3 separate regions of the Zea mays genome follow, and all the other regions are linked to region 2. Evidence: chromatin contacts called from public Hi-C data. All regions are on one chromosome and are shown on one strand. Each heading gives the region's core, a stretch centred on a gene start, on an enhancer-like site or on the middle of the called end of the contact. The rest is flanking DNA. Distances are from core to core; before and after follow the strand shown. Region 1 holds the start of LOC542095 (isoamylase-type starch debranching enzyme ISO3). Region 2 holds the start of LOC100278917 (protein SCAI homolog). Region 3 holds the start of LOC100278455.

Region 1 (3,644 bases), core at 110-2,609, 260 kb after region 2:
TCTGGACATCCATATCTGTGACTTATATCCGATATCCGAACCCGTACCCGTTACCCGCTATAGATAATAAACAGTATCCACATCCGTTACCCGCGGGTAACGGATATCCGCGGATATATCCGTTTGCCCACTACACATACAACATATTTAAATCCAGCAAATTCAAATATGATATCATATTTGTCCAGCAAATTTAAATATGATATCATATCCGTTTGCCCACTATTGAATCTTCCATCACGAGCATCTAAAATAAAGTTGCATGCACATTAGTATCTATATACTTTAAATATAATATATTGGAAAAATGAAGAAAAGTGCTGGATTTAAATATCAAATATAGCAGGGACTGTGGTGGCGGACTGGCGGGCGCGGTGGCAGCACCCGATAGCGGATGCGGTAGGAGTCGGAGTCTGGGAGAGGAGAGATGGAGTGGGCGGCGGCGGTAGGAGTGAGAGAGGATCAGAGGAGAGATGGAGTGGGTCCGGAGCGAGAGCGACCGAGTGAGGGCTTCGCTGCCTGGAACGGTGGAATCTAGGCTTGTGGCCTTGTGGGACGGGAGTACGGGATATTTTAACGGATATTCGGGTATTTGGGTATGGATACTGATTTTTCGTATCCATTTTAAAAATATCCACGGATATCAAATGCTATCCGTATCCGTATCCATGGATACAGACTCGTACCCAAAACCGTGTTCAACGGGTTTTTTTATCCGCGGGTACGCGGATAAATCACATCCATTGTCATCCCTACTTACAAGAGACATATCCTTGTTGGTATGACATATCATAGAAATTGGTATTAAACGCCAATTGAATTTTTATATGTGGTATTTATCATTACGTTATCTTTTAGTTGATATCTTTTATCAGTTTTACGTACTTTTTTTGTGCATTATATTGCTTAAACATTCTTGTGCATCATATTCGTACATTTAGGAAACAAACGGTCTATGTAACATTAGAGTCAGTTAATTTTTATGATATTCTGTTGCACGCAGGAAACATCACAAAATTTAACTATCTTCTACGCTACTACTGTCATTTTTATTTTTATTTTAAATGGAGACAATCAAAAGGACTCATATCAAATCTAACCCATAATAACTATAACAAATAAGAAAAAAATCCTGCGTACATTGGGGGCTCGAGTTGGGATTGGGATTGGGAACAAGAAAAATCTAAGCGAGGAAGACAGAAAGTATAAAGGAGATGAGAAAGAGGCGACGGCCCCGATCGAGCCACAAGAGAAAGGCCGTCCGCCCATCTTGCTATCCTCCCGAGCGGCCGAGTCTGCTCCAACTCCAACTCCGCGCATGGACAACCACGTGTCCCGGAGGCCTGGAGTCCCCGTCCGTCCCTTCCGCGCGCGCTCCCCAAGGTGAGATCAGCATCTCCGTCTCTTCCCCGCCGCTCCTCACTCCCCTACCGCCACCCCTAAAACTAGCCCCATTCCCTTACCAGCGTCCGATCACACTCCTCGGTCCCACGCTTGGATGGATTCCGTCGGTACAAATCGGCCCCCGCTGCGCCCCGTTGCCGCCGCAGCTACTCGACGCAGCGCGCTCCTGCGCCCCCCTAGCCACCTCGGGCTCGGCAATCGGTGAGTGGTTCTGTCGTGGGTCTCGATCAGATCAGATGGTTGATTTCGACGTGCTACTGCTACATTCCTTCGATTCGTGGCGCGGCTTGGCTCGACACTGAATGCTGTGCTCGCTGTGAGTCTGTGCAGTTTTGCGGAGACTAAGCTTGGGATCGCGTCAGGGTGTGGAGGAGGAGGAGGGTATTTTGGAAAGGCAGGTGTCTCGATTTTTGGTAGGTTTGTGCCTCAGTGGCATGCTGATCTGTGGATTATCTGATATAAGCAAATTTCGTGGTGGCGCAGGTACAGGGATTTGATGCCTTGCGGAGTACCACGACGAAAGTTCAGAGCGGGAAGGCGGGGAGGAGTGTGACCAAGGTATCTAATCACACCATGCTCCAGGGCCTGTAGCGCACTACTATTTCATTGAACCACTGGTTCATTATATTATGTTGCTTGATATCATTGGCCAGTTTCAAGTGATGGGTTGGTACCGTGCAAGTAAATTTTTGTTGTATGCAAATGTGTTCTGTATTTATACGCTGTAGTGTATCCTGACACATTTTGCTATTCCAAAATTGAATTTTGCATCTGAACTTACTGTGCATTGTTTGTCATGTGTTCTTTTGGGGATGATGTTTATCCATTTCGTATTTACAGGAAATGGGACACACTTCATCTGGCAATGAAGTGCCCTTGAAATATTCTTCAGGCAAAGCCTTCCCCCTAGGAGTGTCACAAGTTGACGATGGGTTAAATTTTGCAATATTCTCACAACATGCTTCTTCTGTCACCCTTTGCTTGAATTTTCCTGAGAGGTAATATTTTCCCTCAAACTGTGTTGTGATGTTACTTTCCATGTCATTCGACCTAACTGCTGGCTAGTTAACTGAACTTCTTTTGTTTCCCTTCAGATATGAGCTTGTAGTTTTTTTGCCACCTTAGAATTCTAATCTTCTCCATACAATTTTAGTTACCACTGTTACTGTATGTGTTCATACTTCATGGTTGCTTTCTTTGCATATTAAACCTTGGTTAGTCAGTCCATGGCTACTCTTGTTTCAGGGTTTCAAAGAGATGTCAATACTGTTTGCACAACCCGCCACACATCATTTGGTGTTTTGGGATGCGCTTGGCACACTGAAATCTGAAGTGCTTCAATGAACACCCTGTCACCCTCACCCCTGATCATCCACCAACTGAAAAGAATCATATAGGGATGAAACTGGTCGATAGTAATATTTCCTATATGGAAAACAATTCCCACTCAGTCAAACTCTATATTTTCAATTTAACTTAGTGATGACACCAATTCTGTGCTGAAAGAAATTAGAAAAAATCTAAAGTTTAAATACTGTAATGGTTATAACCGATATCACTTTTACTGAAATGATCCCTAATAAATGAAATTTCCATTTCATCACACAACATACCAACAACCAAATCGAAGCCATAACTGAAGGACTATTACCTGATAGGGTCCACAAAGAATGATATAGTTCATGATCCCTCACATTTATTTCCTGTAATGATCTGAATTGTAAACTTGGAGCTTGGTTCAAATCATCACCATGCTGAAAAGCACTGAATTGTAGCCTTTTACTTCTTGCTCTCGAAAAGTAATATGGCATACTCAATATGCCTTCTGATTTTTTTTCAGAGGCAACCAAGATGATGTGGACATTGTAGAGTTTGCTTTAGACCGCCAGAAGAACAAAACTGGAGATATATGGCATGTGTCAGTGGAGGTAATTTTCTTTAGTTCTGATACTATTTTACCTTTGGAGATAAACACATTATTCTTTTTTATGGACAGCTTGCTCCGCACTAACATTCATCAAACAAGAACCGCAATATTTTTTCTTATGTATATTTTTATTGTGGTTACATATTCACTAGTGCATGCTCCATTTAATAAAGATCACCTGCATTTGGGAGGGACTGTACCTGACGTGATACCCATATTTTCAAATTGCTGACCTTCTGTTATGAGCCTATCTTCCCTGTTGACAGAAAGCACTGTTGAGTACTGTCTCATAAAATGAGCTATTTTGCTTCAT
Region 2 (3,706 bases), core at 157-2,656:
ATGCACATATTGATATGAATGAACTGGAATAAAAATTAAGGAACACAGAAACAAACTACAAACATCATAACTTCCAAAATGCCTATCTTTTGTTTAGGATACAAAATATTCAATACACGAACATTAGGCATATATCTCATTTTCTTCAATTAAGCAATGTAAGAACCGGGTGGCATTATGTTGCCAACAGTCAATTTCGCTTCAACCAGAGACACCTTGGAATAACTGAACCGGCAGAAAAAAAGAGCATCCGCTGCCTCTAATTTAGCAGGAAAGATAGAAACGAAAACAAACTTCTAACTGCACCCTGCTGACTCCAGATGCTCCCTGTTTGCCGCTAATCCCCACAATAAAAGGCTGCGCTTATTATTTACTGCAACTACAGTGTGCACAAGGAAGCAAAATCATGACGACCGGAACACAAAGGAAACTGAAAATTCGGCCAACTCAAATTGAACAAGCCAATTAAGCGAACAGAAAAAACCCTGGCTTAGAAGCAGATGAACTCAAAATACCCAATGCGGAGGTTCCTCCAACTGAACGAGAGTACTGTTAGTGACGCGAACGTGAGTAGAAAAGCAAGCTCTTCACCGCTAAAGTTTAAGGTAAATCATGGCCTTAGGGTAAAGGACCCCAAATGTGCAGCCAAAAACACGTCTCGTAAATTTCACTCAGGTTCCCCAATTAACAAGAGGATAGCTTCTTACGGGGTACGCAGCCTTGGTCTCCTCGACGAGCGCACGTAGGCGTGCGGCGAGGTGGTCCACCGCCTCGGCCCGCCGCATCAGCATGGCCACGACGAGGAACCGCGCGATGAACCGAAGCTCCTTGTACCGGATCAGGAGCGCCTGGTGGCGGCTGACGCCGCCGCCGCCGCCGTCCGTCCCCACCGCTGCCGCGGCCGCGCCGAAGTAGCCGCGGCTGTATATGGCCTCGTAGAAGACGTAGGCGCCGACGAGCGAGCGCGGCTCGGCGGCGCGGAGGTAGCGCGCGTAGTAGAGCTGGCCGATCCGGGAGGCCACCTCGCCGATCTCCCAGCGGCGGAGGCCGGCGGCGACGAGCTCCCGGCGGCGCTCCTGCTGCAGGCGCCAGAGCCGCGTGTAGGCCTTGAACGCCTTCCGGCTGTGGTGGTCCCCGCCGCCGTAGAGCGGCAGGTCCCGCGCGCGCGCGAACTTGCGGTCCGCCGCCTCCGCCAGCGCCTTGAACTCCCGGTACGCGCCGGCCCCGCCGTCGGCCATCGGCGCCGGCGACGCGGTGGGGGGCGGGGGCGGGGGCGGGGGCGGGAGGCGAGGCTTTAATTCGCCCTCCTCCTCCTTCCGGTTTGAGCGAATGGGAGGCGGACGGGACGGAGGTGATGGTTGATGAGAGAGGGAGGGGGACAGGAGAGTAATAAAAGAAAGGTGTTCGTCTGTGTTTCGAGAAGGGAGAAGTGATAAAAAGCGAGCAGCCGGGGGATGAGCTGTGTGCTGTTGCGATAAAAATGCTGTGATTTTGGGAACGCCTAATTGGGCTCTTATGAGTCAATGATTTGGACTTTGTTTAAATAATGGCTTCCCCCAGACCCCACTGTCTCTTCTCTGCACAATCGCAATCGCTTCTCTTTAACCTAAACCGAACTTGGACTTGGAAGTTGGAACCAAGGAAATTGCTGGCCCTCACTCCAGAATTGACTCCCGATGCAATCAGGAATAATCTATGCTTTCATACGTCCGGCGAACGCAGATGAGAATAAGCATGCACGATGCATGACACCGGTCAAATCTATGTTTGTTTGTCATTACATGCCGACAGTGAGGTTAGGGTTCCTGTGTTTGGGTTTCTAATCAGGCGTTTGACTCCAGGGGCATAGGATTGGACCGAACATCCCTGAAACTGAAATGATCCTTAAACAGCCGATAACATGTTCTTTTGACCAGGAGGAGGATTACCGATTACACTCCCCGCTGGCCACCCGCGGTTCGCAGCCGTCGCCGGAGCGTGTCATGTTCCGAGCTTCCTTCCCATGGTAGCTTAGGTTGACGTAGGTTGTTCACGTTCTTTTTATTCTCCTCATGATGTCGATCGTCCAGGTGGGAAAAAAAACGACAGAAAAAAAAAACTGAAGCTAACGCAACTGCTCCTTCCGTTCCGCCTATGGAATATGCGGTACCAGCCGTCCAGCCATGCCAGAGAGACAAACGGGAGCGCCTTGCTCGATCAAACAAAGAACAAAGCAGGCCACTAACTTTCGCTGGCCATCATTCTGCTGGCTGGAGCTTTTGCATCGCCGCAATCATTCGGCACCGACCTACTCCGCACCGCCAGAGCAGAGCACCCGTGAAGGGGGTGTTTGTTTGGGATTATAATCCACCTAGATTATATAATCCAACAATTTTTGAACTAACTCTTAGTTCAAAAGTTGTTAGATTATATAATCTAGATAGATTATAATCTCAAACAAACACCCACGGCCGTGGCACTGATGAGCTGTCCCCGGATCCGCGCCGAGGGGGGAATGCCGAATGCCTGCTTGGAACAGGTTGGCCCTCGCATTGCCGAGCGGCCGGGCGTCCATTGACAAATTCATCCGCGACCCAGGGTCTTTGTGCCGCGGCCAGGATTAACTAGCTGACGCAACAGCAACACCGGCGGCGGCTCTGCTGGGTGCTGGATTGCTGGAGAGCAGTGGAGCCTCCGGCCGTCTCCCCTTCACCGCGAAAAGATATTGCCACGTGGTTGGAGTTGAGTGCTGTATGCGCGTGGAGACAAACCAGCGGCCGCGCGCGCTTTCCGGCGTGCCTCCTCGTGATTACGGGCCTGAGATGGAATTATGTATCGTGGCCGATTAGAGCAGAACGGAGCATGCGATAGCCACGCCCTCGCGCTCTTTTTTTTATTGAAAAAATGGAAGTACAAGTTTATCTGGCCAGGGAAGACCTCTAACCGCGAAATTCTCTTCAATTGCGACAGAAATTCAATAGCCTCGTCACCTCGTGTGTCAATGGTATGCTTGGCTCACTTGTCAACATATTTTTAGGGCTAAACTATGCACAAGGGCAGCCTAATAATTTGTTTGTCTCACTCACACATATACATATATAGGGCACCGCCTCTCTAGGTAAAGCTTTACCCAACTAGTATTATCGAAGAACGGTAAGTAATTTCCGACGAACGTCGCTCGGTCATTACCGGTAATTACTGAAGGTCACCTAGGGTGATGGACCAGTGATCTATTACCCGGTCCCAACCCAGCATGCCAACCTGACTGAACCAGCCTCCCCTCGCGTGCCCGCCTCTTCTGCCCACGCGCTCCCGCGAGCCAATCCGGCTTTTCCGCGCGTTGGCCCACCTCACCCGCACTTGTTGCTCTGCCACCATGCCCCTCACCACCCGAGTCGAGCCAGGATAGAATCACGTATCGAGTTTAGGGATGGCAATGGATGGGGTTATGCCAAAACCCGCCCGCGATCGCACCAGCGGGTGCAATTCCAAACACGCAACCGAACCCATCGGGTTTCGGGTCACCCGTGGGGTTTACTCATTATATAATTTTAAATAATAATTCAACTATAAGCAATTAAGTAGCACAATAATTGAGTTATATATATGGATTTTAAGTCTTATCACGTTGAGAGGCAACACAACATTTCATGAACCATTAGTCAAGTTACTTATTCAAAAATAATTACTATGGCATCTTAATCATTTTTGTGCAAAACAAAGAATG
Region 3 (3,756 bases), core at 156-2,655, 400 kb before region 2:
AGGAGGTGCTTTAATCAACTGCTTTATAGCACTTACAGATGCAAAGAGTAGTCGATTGCACACATCAGGTGATAGCTATAGGCTCTTGTACCACGTGTATGTTTCTTTATGCTGGTTTGTAAACGAGATGTTTGTACTTTGTACTATAGTTTTTGTAATCAGTCTCTCTTTCAAGATTTACGTCTCATATAAATAGTATGTGCATTGTTTAATTCGCATGTTTAACGGCCAGAAATGAACCCCTGGTGTCAATTGGTTTACCCTGGATGCTTAATCGGCAAAATAAATTTCTCTCTTTCATAGAGTTTAGTAGCTCTTTCTGTTAGTAAAATTGCCACTTTGCAGCCATATAAAAACATTTCAAACCCTACACATACTGGGAAGAAGTAAAAAAGCAATTAAATAGAGAACAACCTTCGAAATATATCTGGAGAGAGTGCCCTCTGTTAATATCTATATAAATACATGCACTTTTTTATATGATACTATGAGGATGGTGATAAGAGTATCTAAGGGGTACATATTTGCCCTAAGATCCCAAAAGATTTGCATTCCCCATGCTGATTTTAGCTAGATTGTAAATGGTTGGGAGACATCCTACAAGGGTTTTACAACAGTTACCTAAAGAAGCTTGTTCGTGAAGAACAGGAACTACGTCTCTTGTTGTGGCTCCTTCTGGTGGTCTTCTCTTCCTTCTTCATCTTGCCTGCCTTTTTGTCACAGTTGTTAGGGAGCTTGGTTTGTTCGTCTTGCTCATCGCTATCTTGTTCTTCTATGGAATTGTCTCTTTTCTCATGAATTTTCTTTTCCTTGCCATTAAGCACCTTCACTTGAGCTGGTCCTGTGGAAGCATCAGAAGCTAATGAATCATAGTCTCCATCATCATAATCCATGTTGTCGTTTTTGCTTCTACCATTGCTACAGCCACTGCCAACATTACTCCATTTGCTGCCATTGGCTTTGAGATCATCACTGTTCACTGGGGAGCCCAGGTACATCGTCCACCCAGATTCATTACTGTTGCACTCTTCAGCATTGTCCCCAGTAAGCTGAGAGGAGTCCATAACAAGAGAGTGCAGGGACACAGAAAGAGAGGCCAAGGACAACACAAGGAAAGGAAGATGAAATTATGAGAGAACTGACTGATGGAACACACGCTAATACTTCTTCAGAGCACCTCAACAACCCAACTTCAAAGAAGGCTTTCTTGTTCTCACTCCTTGACCTGCAGCCTGAGAAGAGCATCGAAGCCCTCTCTCTCTCTGGTCTCTCTCTTCACAGGGCAGACAATGCAGGGTAGGGGCAGAATTCCATGAGGCTAAGAACTATGCAAGGTGGTTGCTTGTGACTGTGTGGAAGCTTGTCATGGGGCTGAAGAAACGATGGCAGTGCCTTTAAATTGGAAAGGCAGCCTATCCTTCCAACTGTTCCTCATAACTTTCTCAACTATTTCTGTACCTTCTGTTGCTACCAAAGGCAGCGGGGAGAACATTTGCTTGCAATGCAGTGTTCCAGGTATTTCCACCTGTAGTCCATGTGGCCTTGGACTCTCGCCTCATGGTGGGGTCCTGTCAGAGGTATACGTGCATGGGTTGGGCCATGATTTGGTAGGATTGGAAGGTTAGAATGAGGCTGGCATAGCTCAAAAGGTTTGTTGTCGCTGCTGTGTCTGCCTGTCATGCAAATGCGTAACTTGTTTATGACACATGTCTTGCGTTACAGGACCAGGAGAACATGTCTTTTGTTTGCTTTAGCATCCGCGTGCAGACAATTACCAATTAGGCTCAGCCATTAGATTCACGTGCCGTATTTTGTTTTCCAGTTCTATCGTAATAATCAGTGGTTGCATTCTGTTTGTTAACTCCTGAGACTGCAGTTTGATGGTTACTGACATCCCAGAGACGCTGAAAGTTTGTTGTGCCACATAGCTAGCAGCAGGAGTATGCTGGAATCTGACAGGCTACTAAACGCACCGGTTATATTTTATTCCGCTGACACGGTTGTTTTCCTGTGTGGATCAGCGGATGCCAAACTTGAGTATGTGGCATCCTTTCCTCCAAGTTGGAGGGACGAACAAGGCTACGACTACCGCTGCCTGCCTGAATTGATCCTGAAGCTTTCAGGAAGTCAGAGGCTGTCAGGGACAAGTGCTTGCGGTACTGGTAAGAAAAATGCTGAGCCCAGCCCAGCTTGATGCATCTTTTGATGGCCATAGAGCACTGAACCCCTGAAGGCCTGAACCTGCTCACGTGCGTCTTTTTACTCCGGCCGTTCATTTTTTCCCCTGACGAATGTCAGTTGTCACAGGCCATTGCCAATTTGATTAAATACTCTGGTCCAGTTTGGATTATGTTCGTAGTGGCCCATGTGTTATTGATCTGAGATTGTTAGATTCAAACCCATTTATACCTTGAGATCGTTACCTTCAAAGCGTGGCAAAAGTGTAGGCGGTCTGCACGATCTTGGAAAACTGGGCACTGATGCACCCTCCATCTCTATTTCCAATTGCAAGACCACAAACTCTATTTAAAGTTGCAATATATATTGGTTTTTTGATATATTATTTTTATTATGATATAAATAGTTTATAATTTGGAATCGAGGGTCGAGGGAGACGATAAATAAATAAACAAAAAAAAATAACAAAAGACAATTACATGAGCATTGCAAACTACCGCAGATAGAGGTGGAAAAAGACAACTAAGACCGAGGCCCAACAGCATCCACATCCGCGATGCGATCGAGGAGGATTCGAGGGCCTTCCCCCCCAATCGTATTATCGGCCCTGCGCGAGTACCTGTCGGTTCCAATCATATTATCGGCCCTGCGCCATTGCCTGTCGAGCTGCTAGAGGCCAGGCGTCCACGGCTGCGCATCGTTGAACAAGTCCTCCAATACGCTTTCCCAAAGTCATGAAGGCGAAAGGACAGCCAAGAGAGCACATCATCAGCCACTTGAGCAACAACTATAGGACCAGCCTAGAGCCTATACCCATCGCAGCCAATACTAGGTACTAACTAGCACGTCGGTGATGGAGATATTGTATTGGAGTGCAAGGAAGATCCTCGTACCTGACGATGTTGATGGCCTGAGCGGCTGAGCACCTTGTGTATACGAAAGTTTTGGTGCCATCTACCTCCTCTTCATTTTTCCCCTTATGAAATTTTCATCACCTGTATGGTTGGTGGAGAAATCTAAGAGGTCTCTGTAATAGGCAATCTAGAAAAAAAAATCGACGGGCTTCTGATCTATTTTTTGTGGAGCTTATGGTTAGAAAAAAACAACAGGATCTTTAGGAATCAGCAGAAGAATCCAGATCAGGTCGCTTCTTTAGTGAAAGAGCTAGTTGGTGCTCTATTGGGTTAGTTTGGGCCTGGTGGTCTCGGAGTTGTATTTAGCAGTAGGTGGTTGAGTTTTGCCCTTCTTCTTTCTTCCCTCCCCCCTTTTTTGTCTTCGTGAGTGTCTTGTAAGTGTTTCTCCTCTCTAATATATTGGACCGGCAAATCTTTTGCCCCTCCCTTTTCAAAAAAACAAAATTTTCATCACGCCTGCTCAAGTAAAAATGCATTGTTAACCAGGCAACCTTAAGGGCCCCCATTGTCGCGGACCCGGTGATTTCGACCTCAGAGCCGTGCGATGTTTCTGTTCTCTGCTGATTGAGGCCACCATGCATGTGGACCTCTGCGCTCATGGTCGTGGTCGTGGCTGCCGGCTGCCCGTGCGTTGCTCCTTGTATTCCTCAGGTGCGAATCGACT

The links. Hi-C and Micro-C count contacts between places; a contact is called where the count stands out from the background.
Region 1: a contact with region 2 is called in a Hi-C map of leaf, with 4 times the contacts expected there. The contact joins the promoter of LOC542095 here to the promoter of LOC100278917 in region 2. A contact is called at or near these places in 5 of 25 Hi-C or Micro-C datasets (bundle sheath, ear, endosperm and 2 more).
Region 3: a Hi-C map of tassel shows a contact between it and region 2, with 2.4 times the contacts expected there. The contact joins the promoter of LOC100278455 here to the promoter of LOC100278917 in region 2. A contact is called at or near these places in 3 of 25 Hi-C or Micro-C datasets (ear, leaf and tassel).

Annotation. Positions count from the first base shown.
Region 1 is chr7:134,551,951-134,555,594 of Zm-B73-REFERENCE-NAM-5.0, reverse strand. LOC542095 (isoamylase-type starch debranching enzyme ISO3) reads left to right here and starts at 1,359. Exons shown (of 24, transcript NM_001111728.2): 1 at 1,359-1,605; 2 at 1,735-1,798; 3 at 1,888-1,962; 4 at 2,245-2,402; 5 at 3,245-3,332. The coding sequence starts at 1,499.
Region 2 is chr7:134,810,189-134,813,894 of Zm-B73-REFERENCE-NAM-5.0, reverse strand. LOC100278917 (protein SCAI homolog) reads right to left here and starts at 1,406. Exons shown (of 9, transcript NM_001346998.1): 1 at 708-1,406. The coding sequence starts at 1,238.
Region 3 is chr7:135,214,871-135,218,626 of Zm-B73-REFERENCE-NAM-5.0, reverse strand. LOC100278455 reads right to left here and starts at 1,405. Exons shown (of 1, transcript NM_001151729.2): 1 at 404-1,405. The coding sequence starts at 1,064. The coding sequence ends at 618. LOC100277473 (a long non-coding RNA gene) reads left to right here. Exons shown (of 2, transcript NR_157099.1): 2 at 1-231.